4 separate regions of the Sus scrofa genome follow, and all the other regions are linked to region 2. A link is a contact called in public Hi-C and HiChIP or PLAC-seq data. All regions are on one chromosome and are shown on one strand. The core of a region is the stretch at or near the end of the contact, and the rest is flanking DNA. Distances in the headings are between cores, read along the strand shown. Region 1 overlaps LONP2 (lon protease homolog 2, peroxisomal). Region 2 has its middle 71 kb from the start of SIAH1. Region 3 overlaps LONP2 (lon protease homolog 2, peroxisomal). Region 4 holds the start of N4BP1 (NEDD4-binding protein 1).

The links. Hi-C and Micro-C count contacts between places; a contact is called where the count stands out from the background. HiChIP or PLAC-seq counts read pairs in DNA pulled down with a chosen protein or histone mark.
Region 1: an H3K27ac HiChIP or PLAC-seq map of alveolar macrophages shows a contact between it and region 2. The contact joins two enhancer-like sites. A contact is called at or near these places in 1 of 47 Hi-C or Micro-C datasets (fetal skeletal muscle) and 2 of 2 datasets of contacts at active chromatin or transcription factors (alveolar macrophages and skeletal muscle).
Region 3: a contact with region 2 is called in a Hi-C map of skeletal muscle, with 8 times the contacts expected there. The contact joins two enhancer-like sites. A contact is called at or near these places in 7 of 47 Hi-C or Micro-C datasets (embryonic fibroblasts, fetal skeletal muscle, heart right ventricle and 3 more) and 2 of 2 datasets of contacts at active chromatin or transcription factors (alveolar macrophages and skeletal muscle).
Region 4: an H3K27ac HiChIP or PLAC-seq map of alveolar macrophages shows a contact between it and region 2, with 2.7 times the contacts expected there. The contact joins the promoter of N4BP1 here to the enhancer-like site in region 2. A contact is called at or near these places in 8 of 47 Hi-C or Micro-C datasets (alveolar macrophages, fetal heart ventricle, fetal skeletal muscle and 5 more) and 2 of 2 datasets of contacts at active chromatin or transcription factors (alveolar macrophages and skeletal muscle).

What each region holds. Positions count from the first base shown.
Region 1 is chr6:36,411,823-36,414,572 of Sscrofa11.1, forward strand. It overlaps LONP2 (lon protease homolog 2, peroxisomal), which reads right to left. Exons shown (of 15, transcript XM_005664451.3): 10 at 2,015-2,141. Among named protein-coding and RNA genes, the nearest start is that of ABCC11, 49 kb to the right of the region's middle. Within about 2 kb of position 1,344, at least 35 of the 83 cell types and tissues checked have an H3K27ac peak or open chromatin away from gene starts, as enhancers often do. A contact at or near this core is called in alveolar macrophages and skeletal muscle, where this site is marked.
Region 2 is chr6:36,265,483-36,268,275 of Sscrofa11.1, forward strand. No RefSeq gene overlaps it. Among named protein-coding and RNA genes, the nearest start is that of SIAH1, 71 kb to the right of the region's middle. Within about 2 kb of position 1,454, at least 5 of the 83 cell types and tissues checked have an H3K27ac peak or open chromatin away from gene starts, as enhancers often do. A contact at or near this core is called in alveolar macrophages, retroperitoneal adipose tissue and skeletal muscle, where this site is marked.
Region 3 is chr6:36,434,261-36,437,031 of Sscrofa11.1, forward strand. All of the region lies in intron 7 of LONP2 (lon protease homolog 2, peroxisomal), which reads right to left. Among named protein-coding and RNA genes, the nearest start is that of ABCC11, 27 kb to the right of the region's middle. Within about 2 kb of position 1,266, at least 40 of the 83 cell types and tissues checked have an H3K27ac peak or open chromatin away from gene starts, as enhancers often do. A contact at or near this core is called in alveolar macrophages, retroperitoneal adipose tissue and skeletal muscle, where this site is marked.
Region 4 is chr6:36,120,887-36,123,710 of Sscrofa11.1, forward strand. N4BP1 (NEDD4-binding protein 1) reads left to right here and starts at 1,303. Exons shown (of 7, transcript XM_003126990.5): 1 at 1,303-1,592. The coding sequence starts at 1,395.

The sequences.
Region 1 (2,750 bases), core at 94-2,593, 150 kb after region 2:
TAGGCTACATCTGAAATACTCAGTTCCATTCTGGATGTTTAATTTTAAAAGAGACACTGACATTAGAGGAATCACTCAGAAAAAGACTAATCAGCAGAGTAAAATGTCTTTAAAGTAGGTTGAGAGGAATGATAAAAAGATAATAGGAATGTTTAACTTGAAGAATAGAGCATTTATGGGATGACAGCCTTTTTTTTTTTTTTTTTTTTTTTTTTTTTTTTTTTAATGCCAGAAGGGCTGTACAAGAAAGGGAGTATACTTAGATTCTAGGTGTATGTATAGGGCAGAATGAGAAAATGAGAGGGAGGTAAATATAAAGATTATTTTATAACAGTGACATTTACTCACCAAAGAGGAGTTTACAGTAACCACTGTAATTCAAGCAGGCTAGTTACGCTGGGAGCCAAGAGGGAGGGGGTGACTTCTAGGACTCCCTCTCTGCCTGCTGAACTCTATGGGTCTGACTACCACATAGGAGAAGACGAAAAACACGGGAAAGATGAAAAACTATGTCTGAAGTTGGGTAACTCACTAAATATCCAAAACCTGCTTGGTGTAGCAAATACCTGTGCTGTTTTTTAAAAATATGAAAACTGCTCAGAGAAATTTCCTGATGTTCACAGCTTTCAATATCTGATGTTTTGAGTGAACAAGTACATGAAAAGGAAACACGGAAGTTCCTTTGTGACAGGTAGGTTAAGGATCCAGCGTTGCCCCAACTGTGATGTAGACTGAAGCTGTGGCTCGGGTTCAATCCCTGGCCCAGGACCCTTGACATGCCAAGAATGCGGCCAAAAAATACATAAAAAAATATAGTGCTCTAAAAAAGAATAAAAAAAGAAAAAGAAAAAGAAATCGTTCTCCAGACAACAACTGGGAAATACAAATAGCAATTACTCCTCAAGTCATTCGCATTTAGATCCAGATAAGCTATGAATGGCTATTTTTCTCTATTGCTCATATATTACAGATGGGGAAGCTATCAAAAAGGGTTCAGTGACTTATTGAAAGTTACCCAAAGACATCAGGGGTGTTATCTGGAATAATGATATTTTTGGAAGACTTTGGTGTATAAATCACCTGTTTTATTTCCTCTGGCATCATCTACCCAGTAAGTCACAAGAAAAGGAACTCCCAGGTCAGACTGAGTCTTACTGTTTCGCATGTAAATTTAAACCGACTTCCAAAGAGACTTTCATAAGGAGGCTGGCTTCGATCAAAAAGCAGTCTGACTGGCCAAACTCTAAGTCAAAGTTCAAAACAGAGAGAGACTTCCCCTCCTTTGAAAACCAGTGGTTACTGGGAACAGGCTGCAGGAGGAGTCCTGGCAGCCTGACACCACTTGCCAGATGATGCAATGGACCTGCAATGCTGAGCCAGGAAAACTGTGAGAGGCTATTGTAGACAGAAATTCTCAACAGGATACATTTTCCAGTCAAACGTGCAATCTGTACGTCAGATGAAGCAATACTCTACTCAGATAATTTATGCACTGCTTGCCATAGGCTTAACTACTTGGTAGCTAACTTGGGAAAGTATCTTCTCTGTTGTTTGGTGTTAATTCCAAGGACGAAAACTAAGGATTTAAAAAAAAAAAAAAAAAACCTCTCAAAGGGAGGAAAAGAAAATCTGAGTAACTTCAAACCGATGTCTGGAAGCTGCATCTCACGTCTTGGGAGCATTCAACTTTCAGGATCCTGGGGCATAAAAGGTGTCTCAAGAGTTTCCATGTTTTTGGTTGTTAACTTATCAAATTAATTCCATGCGCTGCTGTTAGGGAAAAGTTGAAATTCTGGCTGAACTATGAGTCCTTAGTTAGCTATGAAGAGACTCTAAAAGTGCTTCCTCTGTGACTCTCTGCCTCCTACAGAGCCCTGTGCACGTCGACAGTTACACGGAAAGGTTTGCTGGGAACTGGCTGCACAGGGGAAAGCGGATGCTCTGAGGTGCCAGTCAAACAGGAATCTACGTTCCAGGCTTGGACATGACTGAAGCCTCAGGACAGCTGACTAACCTGGTGATGACGTCCAGAGTAGTCACCTGAGGGATCTGAATCTGCTGAGGAGTCAGCCCATGCTGCTCCAGTTGCTTTGGGATCAAGTGCCTGTGGGCGATCTCGATCTTCTCCTCTTGTGTATACCCTGGAAAGAAGCCGTCATTACTCACGTGGCGTCCACAGTGCCATGAGGAAATGCAATGCAGATTCAAAGGATCTTGGATTTAGAAGGAACTGAGGTATGACTTCCACTAAGACTATAATCAGTAGAAAGAAATTTAATCCCCAAGCAATAAATGTTCAAATTTCCAACTTCCTCACACATAAGACGAGCACTTACTAAAGAAGCACAGAGTTTGAAAGTCTTTTGATTAAATGATGTATCTCAAAGAGAAAAAAAAGCTATCTCATTAGAGATAATTACCTCCTTAACACAAATGCAAGTTTGTATTTTATTATTTAATAGGCAAATACCCTCTTTTCTTTAGCATAATTTGATACATAAAGGAAAAAACTTGCAATGGCAACAACAAAGACTCAATTACGATTTGGAGGGAAGAGCTGCAAGAGGGCTATTTCCAGAGTTTTGATTATAAATTTTAACAAAACAAAACAAAACTAAGGGGTCCCTATAAAAGCATTTTTCCCTCTAGATGTTGGAATTACACATTAATTTATATGTTTAAAAGACTTTATGTTCTTATCTACTTAAAAGCTTCAATGAATATAAATTTACTCTGTCGTTAAATTCTAT
Region 2 (2,793 bases), core at 204-2,703:
CCCAAAGGTGGTGAGTGGCAGGGCTGGTGTCATCCAGAGGTGGCCTGGCCCCATTGCTCCCTGCTGATCTGGCTGCCCTGGCTCTCCTGAGGGTCCCCCTGAACTCCCAGCTCTGCTGAGTTAGAAGCAGTCACTGGAAAGGCTGGCTTCGAAGGAGAAAGGTGATGAGCCTCACACACACTTGACTTCCTGGCCTCCTCTACAAAGTAACATTATTTGGGAAGAAACTGGGACTTTAAAGAAGGCTCGGCTGGGCAGGCATTTGGGGCAGGCATTTGGGGCAGCCAGCCAGCCTCCGGCCAGCCTTGGGCAGAACACCCACATAGGGCCACGAGGAAGTAAAAGGCTTCTGGGCTGCCCCTTGTCCAGGGTGGACTGTGACCAGGGACCCACTAGAGCCAAGCCCCTGACGCAGTGGACGCATTTCCGCGCCAGCCAAGCCCGGCGCATGCGCACCGCTGCTTCCTCCCCTGCTCTCTCTTCACACGCCTCCCAGTACCAGCGTCAGCCCGCGTGGTGCCAAGGCCTGTTGCCTGATTACATCCCTCAAGACTCTGAAGGGCCTTCACAGCTCCCACAGAGATCTTTCCTCCTCGTGTCCCCTCCCGGCCACCTCCTCCAAGAAGCCCACTCCGATCCTGCACCCACAGGCTGCAGCTTCTGGGCAGGTCTGGCTGTCTCCTGCATCCCAACATCACTCATGCCTCAGGGCTGCGTTCAGGACTCCCAGTCCCCAAGCTCTCTCCTTCTGAGGCAGAAAGTAGGCCTTCTCCGCCTTAAGCCCTCCGCCTCCCCCAGCCTTCAGCCAAGAGTTGGGCTCAGAGAAAATGTTTAATAAATTGATGATGAATAGATGAGTACATAAATATAAAGGGAACACACCTACACGGCTTTTCAGGGAGCTGGCTGAGGAAGGGCTCTGTGCTTTGGGTTCTGGTAGAAAAATTGGAAAATCTGCATTTGAGGTCAAGCTCCTTCCTGAGCAGCTTTAGACCCTGGCTCTGAACAGATCACAGATAACCTTTCTGAACCTGAAGTTTCCTCAGCTTTTAAAAAAAAAAAAAAAAAAAAAAAAAAGGTCATGACAATGGGGGGGGCTGAGGGGGGAGAGGAGGTGGTGGCCCTGGGAGGTGCCCCATGTGAAGAATAGCCCTGATTTGAGTTTCACATCCATTGGGAGAGGTGGTGACAGATCCCTGGAGGCAGAGGGCTGCACCTCACCCCCACCCCTCCACCCCACCCCACCCCACCCAGTGTTCTCCTTTTCCTCCACTGGCCCCAGGGGAAAGATCTTTTTGCACCTCAGGGAGCTGGACAGTCACAAAAGGGGTTTTGAAATTTCGAGGCTTTGTCCTATTCTAGAAGCCTATCTTCCTTCCCAGAACCCTCAGCTCCGTTCTGATTCTGGAAGGTCTGAGCCGTGGAAGGACATGAGACCATCCAGCTCGGGTGACAGGTGCCTGCTGGGGGACCTTTAAGTCCAGGCCATGGCCTGCCAGCCACGTCCAAAGCTCTGAGATCATTTCCCCTGATACCAGAGACTTGGCACCTGCTGGAATCCTTGGTGGATTAGAATGCCAGAAGTGCCCCAGATCTGACGCCTCCCACCCTGGCGCCTGGCAAAGAGGCCTGGGAGGAGCAGCCCATGCTCTGCTGCCCAGAGCTCAGGCTCCCTGCAGAGCAGGGTCCACAGAGGTGGGGTGGGGGAGGGTGCTAAGCTGCCAGCTGTACCCTGCAAGGCTGACCTTGGGCTCAGGGGCACCCATCAGCAAGGGAAAGGGCAGATAGACCTCTTGTGGAGAACTCAGAATTTCTGAAATGGGATCCAGTATCTGTTGCAGCTCCTTCATTGTTGATGCCACCATCAGTTACTAAGAGACAGCCAGCATCCACAGGCGCTGGCGGGAAGGGTTCCCCAGAGCCCTGCCATTGCCCAGCCCCTGGCAGAGCCTGGGGTTCTATCCACCACCTCAGCCTCTGCAGGGACCAGAGATTGTCACCAGGAGGCAGTGGCTTTGCTGAGAAATCGCTTGCTTGGAGCATGCAGGCTGCACCTAGCAATCCTCCAAGAGGCGTAGAGAGAGTCAGAGAGGACACAGGGTCTGGACACTAACCTGTGTGTTACCATAATAGCTTCACAGCTGGCAAGTCACTTAACCTCTTTGAACTCGAGTTTCTTCCTCCATAAAATGAGGATAATTCGACAACATCAACTGACTTCCCAGAGGGATTGTTAGAGTTAAGAGAATGGCTGGAGAGGGCTCAGTAGGTGGAAGGTAGAGTTCAATGCCAGTCAACCTCATTACCAATAAAGAACCGGCTTTACCCTGTGAAAGAAGACAGGCCCATCTTCCACTTGGCCAAAACTGAGGTTTTCCAAGTCCTGTCTAGGATGGGTTTTGCTATAAATATATAAATGTATATGTTATGAAATGATATACAAAAATTATAGGAGTTCCCTGGTGGCTCAGTGTGTTAAGAATCACATGTTGTCACTGCTGTGGCTTGGGTTTGATCCCTGGCCTGGGAACTTCCAAATGCCGTGGGCATGGACAAAACAAACAAACAAACAAACAAAAACAAAAAACCTCAAAACCCAAAAAACAAAAATTATAAAAGAGAATGTTTTTTAATTTTAATTTTTTTTTTTTTTTTGCTTTTTCAGGTCCACAGTTGCAGCATGTGGAAATTCCTAGGCTAGGAGTCAAATCGGAGCTGCAGCTGCCGCCCTATGCTACAGCCATAGAAACGCAGAATCCGAGCCGCTTCTGTGACCTACACCACAGCTCATGG
Region 3 (2,771 bases), core at 16-2,515, 170 kb after region 2:
TAGGGATCACTTACTACTCGGCCATGTCTGGTGCGGTGGCGACAGCACCGGGTGACACAAAGGAGCAGAAGGTGTGGGAAAACCCCTATCCTACAGAGCTCCTGCTTCATATGTTTACACTTTCTCTCTCCAGGTATGTATTAGCAATGCCAGAGGCCTGTATTATTTAGTCATTCAAAGAGCACAACAGACAGTAAGTGGTCAGTGCAGAGGAGAGCAGGGCACAGCCGACTGCACTTATCTTAAAGGAGGAAGCCTTGCGTTGGGGCCTCAAGAGAAACCGGTAAGGTTTAGAGGCAGAGAGGCGCTGTATGCAAATACAGGTTATAAGGAGGCTAGTGAGCACACTGCAATGTGTCTGGCACACTAGGCTAAATATATATTAAAAGCGTGCTGCTTCAGTTATTTTTCCCTTGTAGAGATTAAGAATGAAAGAGCTAATTTAATATTTAAAGCATGGCCATTTCGGGTTACAGACGAAAATTTAAGAATGGAGAAGGCAAAAGTTGATTTTTCTTCTCTTCTGTTTGAAAACTGAGCCAAGGATTCCTGGCAGCGATAAAATTTTATCATCTGAACAAACACTTGGTAAGCGACTTCCAAAGAATTACCGTCACCAATAACTTGAGAACTATCACAAGAGTAATATAATTCACCGAGGAACAGCTAATGGAGAAAAGAATGTTACATGAACATGATTTCATAAAACTTCATTCTAAAAGAAGTCACTTTATACTTACTGCCTATGAACTGATTTAAAAATAAAAATGTAAGTCATAAAAACTGACAGATGAGAACAGACATTCTGTGGCTTATAAGGTAGTTAGAAAAGTCCCAACGGAGATAATGAGAAATGAGAAAGGCTAAGACTGGAAAAAATGCATTAGTTAATATGCAGCATAAATATGACTATTCTTCCTTTAATCCACTCAAAATAATATCAACCAAAACAATGGGCCAATGTTTAGTCGGATCCCTATAATGTTCCCAGTTTCAGATTTAAACGTAAAGCGAGTCTTTCTTTTTCTTCCCCATCTCCCGCCTCGTGATCACTTTCACGCTGAAAGACATGTCTTAGGTTGATTTTAAAATCAATTCCGAATGTATTAGCATCTTCCTTCACATAAACAGGTACTTCTACCAAAAGGCTGGAGCTCCATGCAGGGCAAAAAGGGAAAGTCAACAACAGGATCGAGAGAATAAGCAGGACAGACAACAGAAAGCAGCTCTGTTTTCCCCTGGCTATTTTAAGGCTGCAGAACAGTGCTGCCTACTCAGGCTGAGCAAAAACAAAACTTCGCCTGAACTCTGCTTGTGAGCATGTGACCAGTACTTAAATGCCATGACCTGGGTGTTCCCAAAATGCCTCAACTGTCACATGGAACCACTTGTTCCTGCACACCCCACCCCTGGTCATGCTCTAATCCTCTACTGTTCTTTCTCCCCTCCAGTCGCCTCCTCGACCCCTACCTCTGACACAGGCGCACAGTCTGCTCCCAATCCCTCCATCCCTCTAGTTAACCACAGCCCCCTCTCTACCTGCTTCCAAACCGGTTTTCACGTAATTTTCTCCAGGCTTTGATAATTGAGAGGGTGGGTGGGGAGTAAGACCCCAACAGCACAAGGGCAGGTTGTTGGAGTGTTTAATGAAACGTCTGGTACAGTGACGGCTAGGGAGTACTTACTTACCAGCAAGGTGTATCGGAAATCAGGCTTTCAGAATGACTCAAAAGACAAATTCACATACTTTTTATTTGGCAATGATTATAACCTCAATATGCACCATACATTTCTAAAAACCTTATACTTACACATACAAAAGCTCCCTTCACAAAAGACTCAATAAAGAAAATAAATTCTTGGAGTTCCCTTCCTGGCTCAGCAGTTAAGGAACCCAACTAGGATCCATGAGGATATGGATCCGATCCCTGGCCTTGCTCAGTGGGTTAGGGATCCGGAGTTTCTGTGAGCTGTGGTGTAGGTCACAGACATGGTTTAGGTCCCAAGTGTGGCTGTGGCATAAGCTGGCAGCTGTAGCTCCAATTCGACTCCTAGCCTGGGAACCTCCACGTGCCTCAGGTACAGCTCTAAAAAGGAAAAAAAAAAGAAAAAAAAAAAAAAAAGAAAAGAAATTCTTGGAGTTTCCATTATGGCTCAGTGGGTTAAGGACCTGATGTTGTATCCATGAGGATGTGCGATCAATCCCTGGCTCTGCTCCGTGGGTTTAGGATCCAGCATTGCTACAGTGTAGGTCACAGATGTGGCTCAGATCTGGCATTGCTGTAGCTGTAGCTCCCATTTGACTCCTTGCCAGGGAACTTCCATATGCCATAGGTGTGGCCATAAAAAGGAAAAAAAAAAAAAAGAAGAAATTTTTATCTTCTTTAGATTCAGTTCTCTTAATGACAGCCACATACACAAAGGTATACTCACTTGAAAAAAGTGAACAAATTTTATATCAATTTCAGTGAAGATTTAAAACAGAAATCTGTCGGAGTTCCCAGTGGTTAACAAACCCGACTAGCATCCACGAGGATGCGTGTTCAATCCCTGGCCTCGCTCAGTGGATTAAGGATCCGGCGTTGCCATGAGCTGTGGTGTAGATTGCAGACGTGGCTCGGATCCCGTGTTGCTGTGGCTCTTGCATAGGCCAGTGGCTACAGCTCCAATTGGACCCCTAGCCTGGGAACCTTCATATGCCACGGGTACAGCCCTAAAAAGACAAACACAAACACACACACACACACACACACACACGCACGCATGCACGC
Region 4 (2,824 bases), core at 53-2,552, 140 kb before region 2:
TCGGGTATTCCCTCTTACCAAAACCATTCCCCCTTGGCCTTTCCAACTGCCACATCTTTAGATCCCCTTCTTTCTCCTCAAGGGGGAATCTATACAGAGGGAGGGGACCCCCAGGCTCACATGGTCAGTATGGCTGCATAATCCATACAAAACTTTTCTGTGAAAATGAAGCCTTTAGTATATGGCTAATTTAGTAATAACAGCTACTACTTGGTGCTCACTTACCGTGTCCAGGTACTATATATTAATTTTCACAATAATAGGAAGTACTATTGTTATCTACATTGACAGACGAGACAGTATAACATAGACAAGTACGTTCATGGTTCCTAATTATCATGGTATCTAATTATCCAACATTTAGCCCAAAGGAAACCACTTTATCTTCCACAACCTGTTTCCATGGACTCAGAGAATGAAAAACCTGGAAAGACTTTGGAGATAACTAAGAGCAACTGTTGAATTTACAGATGGGAAAACGGACCTGGAGAGGGCTTAGGGTATACTTTCCCAAACCCCCACTGACATCATGGAAGAGCCCCTAATCCCCCACTTCTGGTACTTCTATGTCACATTCTCCTCCTCCCCACTCAGAAGAAACCACTCTTCTGAATTTTCCCTAATTATTTCTTTGCTTTTCAAATCACCATACACATTACTCCCATTTTCTTCTCTTCCCGTCAACATTTTTATTTAAGAACAAAGTAAAGTAATGGAAAGAGGGAAGCAAAGGACAGGCAGGGAGACAGGAGGGTGGGGGAGGGAGAGAAGGAAGGAGGAAGAGAGAAAAACCATCGGTCAATTACTGAGAAGCCGATAACTCAATCTGTTAGAGCCCTAGATTGGGCTGCAAGATGTCTGAAGAAAAGCCAGATCCCTTGTGTGACACCGGCTCCGTCCCGCCTACTGGCTCGGAGCCTCCACCTCAACTGTAAATCCAGAAATTCACCATCCACCAGGTCGCCCAAAGCGTCGCACCCTCACCAAAGACAGCCCAGGTTCCTGCCTTCGTTCTGCCCTAAACAAGCATGGCGACTGCGCGTGACGTCGCCTCCGTCGCCTACACTCCAGCCCCAGCCCCTCGGGGGCGGCGATTCTCAATGACGGCGGCGGGCGGTGCGCAGGCGCGGCTGCGGGGCCCGGCCCGCGGCGGCGGCGGCGGCGGCGGCAGCGGCGACGGCAGCGGCGCAGGGGCTATTTCCCCGCAGTTGCCCAGCTGTGGCGGCCGCGCGGGGATGGTGTAGCCGGGCCTCCGGGCAGGCGGCGGGGCGCGGGCCGAGGCGAGGCGGCCGGGAGGGCCGACGCCGACTGACCGGCTCGAGTGTAGCGGCAGCACGCTGAGGGGGCGTCGCCGCCGCCGGCCCCCGGCGCCGCCGCGGGAGGCCGCGCCCGCCATGGCGGCCCGGGCGGTGCTGGACGAATTTACGGCGCCAGCCGAGAAGGCGGCGCTGCTGGAGCGGAGCCGCGGCCGCATCGAGGGCCTGTTCGGCGTGAGCCTGGCGGTGCTCGGCGCGCTCGGGGCCGAGGAACCTCTGCCCGCGCGCATCTGGCTGCAGCTCCTCGGGGCGCAGGAGGCGGTGCACAGCGCCAAGGTGAGTGCGGCCGCCGCCCCCGCGCGATCGCCTTCCCCGGCCCGGCCCCAGCGCGCGCGCGCGCAGCTTTCCGTCGGTCGGGGTCCCTGGGCACCCCCACACACCCTTTCCTTCTTGCCCTTCATGCGCGGACTCCGCGACGCGCGATGGTGGGAGTGCAATCTCCCGAGCCTCGGCTCTCGAGCCATGTGACCTTGGGTTAGCGGTTTTATCCTCGGCGCCTCAGTTTCCCTGTTTGTAGAGTGGCGCTGACGACAGCACTTGACTTGAAGGGCTTTCGCGAGGATTCGATTAGGTGATTGTGTAAAGCGCGGTGCACAGTGACTGGCAAGGAGTGAACGAGCTAAGAATGTTGCCTGTTGTTGTCTTTCCCCCCTAGCCCTCGGGCTGGTGCGCAGGACCTGATGGCTGGGCCCGCAGCTTTCTGGCCCACCACCTCAGCCGCTTTTCTCTTCCCAGGTCTCCTCTGGGAAGGTTCAAAGGGGTTCTGAACCTTTGGGGGGGGTGTCAGACCCCTTTTGAAAGAGTGAGCAAAACCATGTTGGTAGTACGTTCCTCAGAACATCAAGAAGAGAGGGATGTTTATAACAGTGTTTAGAATAGCTTTGTTCCCTGTATCGATTTTACGTACAACTAACATTTATTGAATGGTTATAGCACCTCAGACGTTAAGTACTGCAGAAGGATTCCTTAAAAAATCCAGTGAGGTAGATTTTTGTTGTCTTCCTGTCTTAAACAGCTGGGGAAACTGAAACTTTCGAAGAGGTGACTCACCCTCTCTCTAAATCAGCATTTCAGACTTATACCTCTTTTGGACACCTTCAGCTATTCCCTTCCTTCCTCAAGCCAAAAGACAGCAAGACTTCTGGGGAGCCAGGTTCCTCCAGGTTTTCCCATTGAGTAAGTGGGAGAGTCAGGATTCAGACTGGGGTGGTGCTTGTCCTTAATACCCATCTCCCAAATGATGACCCCTCTGAGGGAGGGAAATTTCACAGTGTCCTGGAAGGATCTGATTAGCTGTAACTTCTGGCTTTCTTAGATTAAGAACCCTGAATGCTTGCTTTTAATATGTTTAGAGGAATTAGGAAACGTAATAGCCTGATTCTTCTCCACAGCTTGATTTAAAGCACTGCAGATGTTGAGTCAAGTTAGCTTTCCTGTTCCTGATTTTTTGAAACCAATGATCTGATTTCCGACAACTGGTCTCCCTCCTTGTTTTCACCCCAGCCACT